2 separate regions of the Gossypium arboreum genome follow, and region 1 is linked to region 2. A link is a contact called in public Hi-C data. All regions are on one chromosome and are shown on one strand. The core of a region is the stretch at or near the end of the contact, and the rest is flanking DNA. Distances in the headings are between cores, read along the strand shown.

Region 1 (4,704 bases), core at 1,112-3,611, 270 kb after region 2:
CATGGGATTATAACTTTAGCATATGAGGCAAAGGAATATATTTAAAAGCAAGAAAATTGTTAATTAACTAATTTCAGTAACTAAAATCGAGTAAGACATGAATGTAATCAAAGTTGAAGATTAATGTGAGCCCCTTTGATTTTTCTTTTCAAAGTTGTGTTAATTATTGTTTAGCGGCTTTAACGACATGGTTCAGAATCTGTAAAGCTACGTACCCGACATAGGTGATGTTGCGCCCATTTTCGCTTCACATGTTGCTTTCCATTTTGTTCCCCCCGTTTCTTCCCCCCAATACTAGAGATTACAAGTTTTAGCCAAGCTCCTGTACTTTTGGAGATCCAATCACATATATTTACATGCTGGAAGTGTTATGGAAAAAGGTTTGGTTATTGTTGATGCTCCCTGCTCACATATTGCTGCAAGAAGCTGGAACACATTGGTGATGTTACTAATGCGGGATTCGAGCTTCACATGCGTTCATTCTTGCATGTCTAGAGCCAAACTAATCCTAGCATAGACACGGACCAAACTTACGCTGGGAGAAGATCACGATTCATTGAGGGAAGGCGGACAGCTTTGGGAGAGAGCATCTCCAGGGGTGTCGCTCCAAGGCAGTCTTGTTCAAGGCGCACTGCTTTAGGGAGAATACAACTCAAAAGCTGCAGGCTGCACTTTGAAGCAATAGAAGATTATAGGATTGCAGAAAAAAATATTCAGAAACGTTTATCTTTCTCAACATGTTTTCTTTTAAGTAACAAGCTCCTTGACTATTCAAGCAATGCTATTACCATTAAAATTTCATTTGCCATTTGTAATGTGCATCACAGAATGATGCATCAAACAACTATGTAATTTAAGCCATGAAACATGGAATGAACCAATATTTCGATTCGCAAGAAGTTAAAATGCCAATAAGTAAAAATTGCTCAAACAATGGTGAAAGAACTTGCCGACCTGAGACATTGCATATATATACATATCATATCGTTACATAATCATACATATGTTCTAGCAAGTAAACGACAGCAATCTAACATCTACAAAGAAAACAGCTATCAACAACTACAACAATACCTACAAAATCTCCCCCATATATATCGGAGTTGCAGCCTCAGCATTATCCTTCCTTCAACCTTCATCAAAATCGGCTGTCTCCACCGCAAGAACTCCTGCATTATGGTTAGGTTGCCTATAAACCAAACCCAAAAAACCATAATCCATTACCTACGAAACCTCAGAGAGGATTCATCCTCGGCTTCCCTCTCTTCCTTGGGGCAAAATCGGACACATTCCCACCCGAAATCCCTGCCACATTATCGATGCTTTCGGTAGCCTTCTTCATGGTGGTCGTCGGAGCAGAAGCCGGTGGTGGCAAGGCCATAGTACCTCCATTTCTTTGAGCCCCTCGCCGCTTTTCTGGAAACCCTGGAGGAGCTTTAACTTCACTCTCCCGTCCATCATTTCTTTCACTCCCTCGCCGCTTATCTGGAAACCCCGGAGGAGGTTCAACTTCAGTCTCCTGACCACTGGACAATAACGGAAAAAACGCCCAGGTACAATAATAAGCTTCTTTCTCGGGAATCAACGGCGGCAAAGTCTGAATGAGAACACCATGAAAAGCTCTGTCGCAATTCTGGCACCTTAAACAACAACCTTCGTAAATCCTAGGATACTCAAACAACATATAACAGTAGGGACACGCTGTCCAAAATGTTGACATTCTTGGCCTTTGATTCTCCTTTCGCAATTCCAAATTCTGCATGCGTTCCTGATTTTGCGCTTCTCCCCTTACAGTTGATTCCCCGGCATGATACGAACGATCGCCGGCGGTGCTTAAATCAATTCTCGTACAGGAGTCAAATTCTTTGTCGTAAACCGATTTTTTCGAGCTGTTAGACAAAATAGACCATGCGTCGGATACGAGCTTAAACGCATCATCGGCGAAAGGGAACTTATTTTGCTCGGGATCAAGAAGGAGAGTTAGGCGATGATACTGTTTCTCGATAAGATCGTTGTCTTGGGAACGGCAATCGATTTGTAAGATGGAGTACCAGTCGTGTTGGTCGTTAATTCTTTTTACGTCGGCGACAACGACGTCGATGACGGCTAGGATCTGATCTGGCCCTTCCAAGAGGGGATCGGTTTGTTGGGCGAGGACTGCGACATCTCTTGAGGCTTTGAAATGACGGCCTTGGAGAAGTTTCTTAGCGATTCCTAGAAGGAGTTTGGCATCGGCTCTGCTGCCGTTTCCCTCCATTACCCAGTGGGACAAGTCAGGGCCTGTTTGGAGGATGAGAAAACGATGGTAACTTTTGCCTTTAATTTTTCTTTATTTTGAGATTTTATGTTGGTATATCAAAGACTAAATGGACGGAGTTAATGTTATTCTTTTATTTGAAGGGTAAACTAAAAAATAGTTACTTTTGTTTGCCTCATGTTATATTTTAGTTATTTATATTTGAAATGTTACGTTTTAATCACTTATGTTATTATTTTGTTACGAATTGATCACTCTTCCGTTAAGTTCTATTATCTCCTTAACGGTAATCCTACGTGGCAGTCCAACTAGATATTACTAAATCTGCTAATACATACTTTATCCGGATAAAGTATGTATTATTAAAATTAAATTAAAATATTAAATAAGAAATAAAATTATAAAACAATAAATTATTTGGAAAATTACTATTATTGTAATAAGATACATGTTTTATTAGGTATAAGTATTTAAAATTTTATTTTTGTAATGTGATACATGCGTAAATATATATATATAATCATATTAGTGAATCTGCTAATGCATACTTCATCCGGATGAAGTATGTATTAGCAGATTCAGTAATATCTAGTTGGACTGCCGCGTAGAATTACCGTTAGGGAGATAACAGAACTTAACAGAAGAGTGATTACTTCGTAACAAAATAATAACATAAATGACTAAAATGTAATATGAGGCAAACAAAAGTGAATATTTTTATAGTTTATACTTATCTAAATTACGAAAAGTCTAAAGTTTGTTGGAGGTTTAAGGTGGGTGTTTTGGTCTTTTCCAGGGCATCCTAGATTTTCAGACAAAAGAAGGAAGTATATTATGTCTTCGAAGTTTGAACTTTTGTACTTAAAAACAATATCATTTCTTTTGTTAGGTAGTTAATTTTTTTCAAACCAAATACATTAATTCTAGATATGGTGTTACAAAGTAATACATATATATTTAAATAATATTAAAATTAATTAAAATTATAATTTTTAATAAAATATAAAAAATAATTTATTATAATTTGTTATTAATATTTTAATATATAAAATATAAATTTTAAATATATTTTAAATTATAATTCAAATATAAACTATATTTTAAATATTAAAATATATGCAATAAAATTTAGATATATAATATTATATATTTTAAATAAATTTTAAATAGGAAATAAATTACATAATCAATACAAATATTATATAAAACACTTTATAAGGCTTAAAAATGTTTTTGTAAAAGTAAAATCTAAAAAGAATTAATTTTATTTTTAAGTTCAAAACATTTTTCAAAAATAATTCTAACTCTAAAAGTTATCCGTTTAATAATACTTATGGTTCCAAACACATTTTAAAAAATAATATTAAACTAAACTTAAAAAGTTTTCATTAATTTATCAAGTTTCAATATCAAATAAAATTTTAATTTAATTTAATTACTATTTAATATTATTTCTCCCTTCCTTTTCTCTCATTTCCAATTACATCATTTTTCATCCTCTTTCTTCTTCCATTTATTCACAACAAAAGACATAAGAGTTTGATTTCGTTTCAAATAACTATTCCTAGTATACAAGAGCATTGGTAAAATTTTCAAAAAGGTGAAAATTATTTGCAAGTAACTCGTAATAGAGTAGGTGAAAAATGCATTTAAGAAAATAATAATAAGACTTCAAAACCTTGGAAATTCAAAGAACAACAATCAACAACATGTTTGATTACCAAGAAATTTTTTAAACAAAGGACATGATAAATCTTGAATTTTGAAAACCCAACTTGATTATCCAAAAATCTAAAGTACAGGATTGTGAGGGGAAGAGGAAGAATAAGAGAGGGAAAAAGAACAAATAGAAAAAGGGCGTGGAAGAAAAAAAATTCAAAAAATTTAGAAAAATAAAAAATAAAAAAATAAATAAATGTATCATATGTCACAATTAAATTGATTTTAATTTTTTTTTAATATAGGGTAACGATAGACCGTAATAATTACATAGTCATAATTTAGCTACTTGATTCAAAAAAAATATTAATAAATACCCAGAAAAATGTATACTTTGTGGGCTAATTATTCAATTAAGCTTTTTTTGTTGTTTTAATTTCGTATTATACACACCCACCTGAGTTGAGATTCAACATTTTGATTTAGCAAGAGCCGATTTGCTAATGTCCTAGAAACCATGAAAGCATAAATATAAAAGGGTTATCCCGTTAGTCACTCTAAATAGGGATTATTAGTTGGATCTAGGTGCTCTAAGTGTAGTATATTCGTTTGTATAATTTTACTTTTTTGAACAGATTGGTTTAATTAAAGGCATAATTGTAAAAAAAGCCCTCAACCTTTGGGGGCTTTTGGATATATGCCCCTAACTTTTTTTTTTTTGAAATCAACCCTTAATGTAACGAATTTTTCAGACATCAACCCAGTTGAAACTGTAAACGTCAGCTAAC
Region 2 (4,464 bases), core at 272-2,771:
AAAAATAAAAATATTGAATTCTCAAAATATAACGAACTAAAATTTAAATGTACGAATAGGGGCATATTTTAAATTTTTGTGGTAAATACGTAGGGATTTGAAACCGACTATTCTAATTCGCTGACTAAAACAAGGTGCAACAAATTAGACCCCTTCAATACTGAGCAGAGTCAAAAAGGTGATTAGAGAAAAATGGGTCATTTTTGTCATAAATTTGATTTCCATTTCAGTCTATTTCACAACAATGTCATTTTCCAACAAACTAACCACCAAATTTGCAAATGTATTATGACCCATGTATTACAAAAATGACTTAAATAATAAAATATATCAAATTTTGGTTTTATTTATCATAATTATGAATAACATTATGGAAAACGTAATCCAATTCAGGAAAATCATAACTTCGTACAGATAAAAGTCGCAATAAAATTTGGAATATCAATTAATAGTTTATATTATATAAAATTTAAAATTGCTATATATATATTTTTATATCAATATATTACACTATTTAAAATTACTTTATTTTTATCGTTACACTATTTAAAATTATTGATTTAAAAGTATCATTTTCTTTATAAAATGTAAAGGTAAAAGTAGTTTAAAGAGCAAATTTTTAGATATAATGATTTTTAAGCCTTCAACTTTGTAAAAAAATTATTTTAGTTTTTCATTTAATAATTTTTTCTTTTAAGTCATAAACTTGTATTATTTGTTAAATTAAAATGGATAAAAAAATAACATTCATTAACTTTGTTGATGTGACAGTCCGCATGTAAATTAATTAATTTTTAAAATTAAAAACTATATACTTTTTAATAATTTTAATAACTCTTATATTTTTAATAAATTTTATAATATTTTAAATTTTAAAAATTAATTAATTGATGACATGATATTCGTAGGGTAATCTATATTTATGCCATATCGATAAAATTAACAAAATTAATTTTTCTATTTATTTTAAAATAATTTCACAATTGACATAAATTTTAAAATAAAAATAAATAAAAATAATTTTAAAAAATTAAAGAATCAAATAAATTAACTTTTCACCATTTTATTTGCTATTCAATTAATGTAAACAAAGAAAATTGATCATGAATTAATGATGTGACGGTAGACATGGGAAACATTTTCTAGTCGAAGAAATTCAAATGCGAAGGTTAATTCGGGCATATTCATTAAATAAATTTATAATTTTATTTAAATAAAATAATAATAGTTTAAATAAAGCAATTACTTCTGGAATGGTTTATTTCCAGCGGAGGGAAAACTCAAAGACTGGAAAAGGAATAATTATTATGGTAAGTGAACCATCATCATCAGATTCCGGCCTCCACCAAATCAAAAACAAATCTCTACCGTCCGATTCCTCGTATTACTGTGACCGTCCAAACGCAGTATCCATTACCAAATCAAAAACAACCCCCGCTAATAAATAATGAAAAAGACCGGAAGTTAGCCGGTTCAACCCGTGGCCCCCACCCTGGTTCGAATATTTGATGGCCAAAGAATTCACGCTTCTCGATACCTGAAGACAAAATTCCTTTCCCCCTCGACCATCAATTTTCCCTTTTTAATAACATATTTTAATATTTATTTTGCTAAGTTAATGTCCCTTTTTAATATTATTTTCCTTTTATTTCCCTTTCTCCCTGTAAAAATCTCGATCTAAAAAAGGGAAAAATTTATTGTCTGAAAATCCTCCGAGCTCAACAAGAAGCTTAAACTTTCACCTTTTTGCTAACCCAAGCAAGATCGACATTCTTCTCCCACTGCCACCCCCTTTTAGATTTGTTTATTTTATTTTTATTTTTTATAAAATATAAAATTATTCTATTTTTCGAGATCACGGTGCACTTCAACCGTCTTGTTTCAGTCCACACCAACGGCTACGGTTGCATGTTCGACGGCCGGAGTTTGTTCCATCGCGAAAGCGATCAAGACGGGTACGTCGTTGGAATCTATGTCTAGTGCTGAGATTTGGAGAGTAGGATTTGCCGACTACTTTGGATGCCTATTGGTATTGGCTGCAGGATAAATGCTTTTTATTTGGGATTTAGGGTTTCCGAGCCTGGTGCTCGTGCTCTCCCTGCTCCTTCCTTTGATCGGCTTTTTCGTAAGGCGGAAATGGCAGTTTTCTGTAGCAAGGCAAGCGGAGATAAAGAGGCTCTTGATTTTGGCCTCTGAGGAGGCGGCTAGAGTCGAGCTTGAAGCGACTATTGAATACGGTACGGTTTCTATTTCGCGGAACTATCACCAGTGTGCTGTTTGTTATTGTCCTACTACCACGCGGTGCGCTCGCTGTAAAGGGGTTCGATATTGGTACGTTAGCTTGTTAATTTCGTGTTATTGTTCTAATTTATTTATAATTATTGAGATTTCTTTTTGTTTAGGCGATTTTGTTTCAAATGTATTTGAGATAAATTTGATTCTTTTATCTGACAATACTGTCTTAAAGAGTATGTAATCGAAAAAATATTTGATTAGATAAGTGCTTCAAGTAGCGCAGGGCGAGTGTGGGTCTAGTTTAAATACGCTTTAACATGTGTGAATGTACGGTAGTCGTGTAAGTGTTTATGTAGTGAGCAACGAAGCAATTTAGAAGACTTTGTGAAAATTAATTTTAAACCCAACATCCACAATCTATCATTGATGGGAAGTTTGGAGTTGGTCTTAAATGCTGCAATTTTTTGGTGGATGTTTATGCTGATTTTCTGAAAATGTTTTGGTTTGTAAATTACATGTTTGAGCCTCCTATCTCTAGGTTACAAAGACAGGATATTAGAAAAACAATTCCTCTTGAAAATAACCTTTTCCTTTGTGCCTTTTTTGTCTGCAGTTTAGGGGTTCTTTTTAATCTAAGAGTTGAGGTTTTGTATGTTCACTAACTACATTTGCGAATCATTAAAAATGTGGTTCATTTGATGGAAAAGTAACCAAAAGAAAATCCACCTAATGAATAGAGAAAATATTTTAGCTTTCCCCCTATCATTTTGTTGTAATTCTAAGGATTTCTTTTACTGATTTGAAGGGACAACAATAGTAAATTATGTCCGTGTTTAGCATTATTTTCTAATGATACAATTGATTTTGTAGAAGTTCTTTTAACAGTTTTTTTTTTTAATACCAAAAATTGGATGTTTTAGTTCTGCGAAGTGTCAAATTATTCACTGGCGGCAAGGTCACAAGGAAGAATGCCACCCACCTGCCATTGCCATACACCAAAATCATGATGAAGGGAGCGATTATGGTCAGAAGGCGATAAATCAAGACCAATATGGAGATAGATATGAGATTGAAGAAAAGTCACATGCAAAGTTAATTGGAACATCCTCTACTGAATCTGCATTGTTTAGTTCCATCACAGGACCTGCATTATTGAGTTCCTCTAGCTCTTCTGTGGTTTTAGATGGGAAGGATGATGATGCAAAGGTTGAGTTTCATGCTGATAGGGAAGGACTGAGCTCTGCTCCAGAATCTTCCAGTGCTTCATTTTCAGGATTTTCGTCTGCAGCTGGTAGTGAATCATCTGATGATGTTTCTGTGTGTGAGAGCGTAAGTTCAAATGAGCTTGATAAATTGGATGGTTCCTCATCTGCTGATGTTAATCTTGACACGTTTTGGACTTCTGTTGTCAACAATGTGGATCAAACCAATCCATCATCCCCTAAATTTGTCAGTTTGGTTGATTCTGTGGATGAAATTTCTAAATTAAGTCATAGCAAGCCTGATCAAAGTGAAGAGAGCCAGTGCAGAGCAACTAGTTCTTCAGGATTAGGTGTTAGTGATATGTCTGAGGGCTCAAATGCTGAGGCTTCTAGATTTTCTTCTGATTTTTGGGGCAGAACTTTGGAATCAGTTCCATCTACAAGTGTTGATGACAATGAGTCATTTAACTCTTATCATAAAGAAGGCAGTAAAATGGCCTCACTTGATTCTGGATCATCCTTACATTTTTCATTTACTTTGGCTGGAAATGCTTCTTCCTCATATCCGCAAGTCTCCAAGGTGAAAGATGCCAAATTGGATGATGCTACTCAATGTGCTACTACTTTGGGGCATTCCAAGCTTTCAGATGGAGTAGTTTTGTCCGAAAATGGTGGTTTAGATTCTCCGAATGAAGGAAACTCCAAGTCCTCAAATTCTGTATGCACCAACCAGGGTGAATGTGGATCTAACAATATTCAGCATGTTATAAATCCCAGAGAAGCTATCAATATAGATTTTCCACTAGTCGGTAGCTTGTCATCTTCCCATTTTGAAAAATCAGGCTCTACTGTTGTCACTAATGGACCTAGCATTAGCAATGCTTCTCATTTGTCAGAGTCATCTGATTCTTATTCATCCAGTGACAGAGTGCATGCTGTTCCCAGTGTGAAATCTGGAAAATTTGATGATGTTCATGCAAATTTCGCTAAATTATCTCAGTTTTCAAGTTATTCTTCTAACGGTAAG

The links. A called contact is a pair of places that touch in the nucleus more often than the background predicts.
Region 1: a contact with region 2 is called in a Hi-C map of leaf, with 2.7 times the contacts expected there. The contact joins the promoter of LOC108479569 here to the promoter of LOC108473386 in region 2. A contact is called at or near these places in 2 of 5 Hi-C or Micro-C datasets (both in leaf).

What each region holds. Positions count from the first base shown.
Region 1 is chr3:119,695,557-119,700,260 of ASM2569848v2, forward strand. LOC108479569 reads right to left here and starts at 2,362. Exons shown (of 4, transcript XM_053025832.1): 1 at 535-2,362; 2 at 216-426. The coding sequence starts at 2,257. The coding sequence ends at 1,235.
Region 2 is chr3:119,425,744-119,430,207 of ASM2569848v2, forward strand. LOC108473386 (ubiquitin carboxyl-terminal hydrolase 16-like) reads left to right here and starts at 1,522. Exons shown (of 12, transcript XM_053025828.1): 1 at 1,522-1,955; 2 at 2,043-2,331; 3 at 3,156-4,464. The coding sequence starts at 2,048.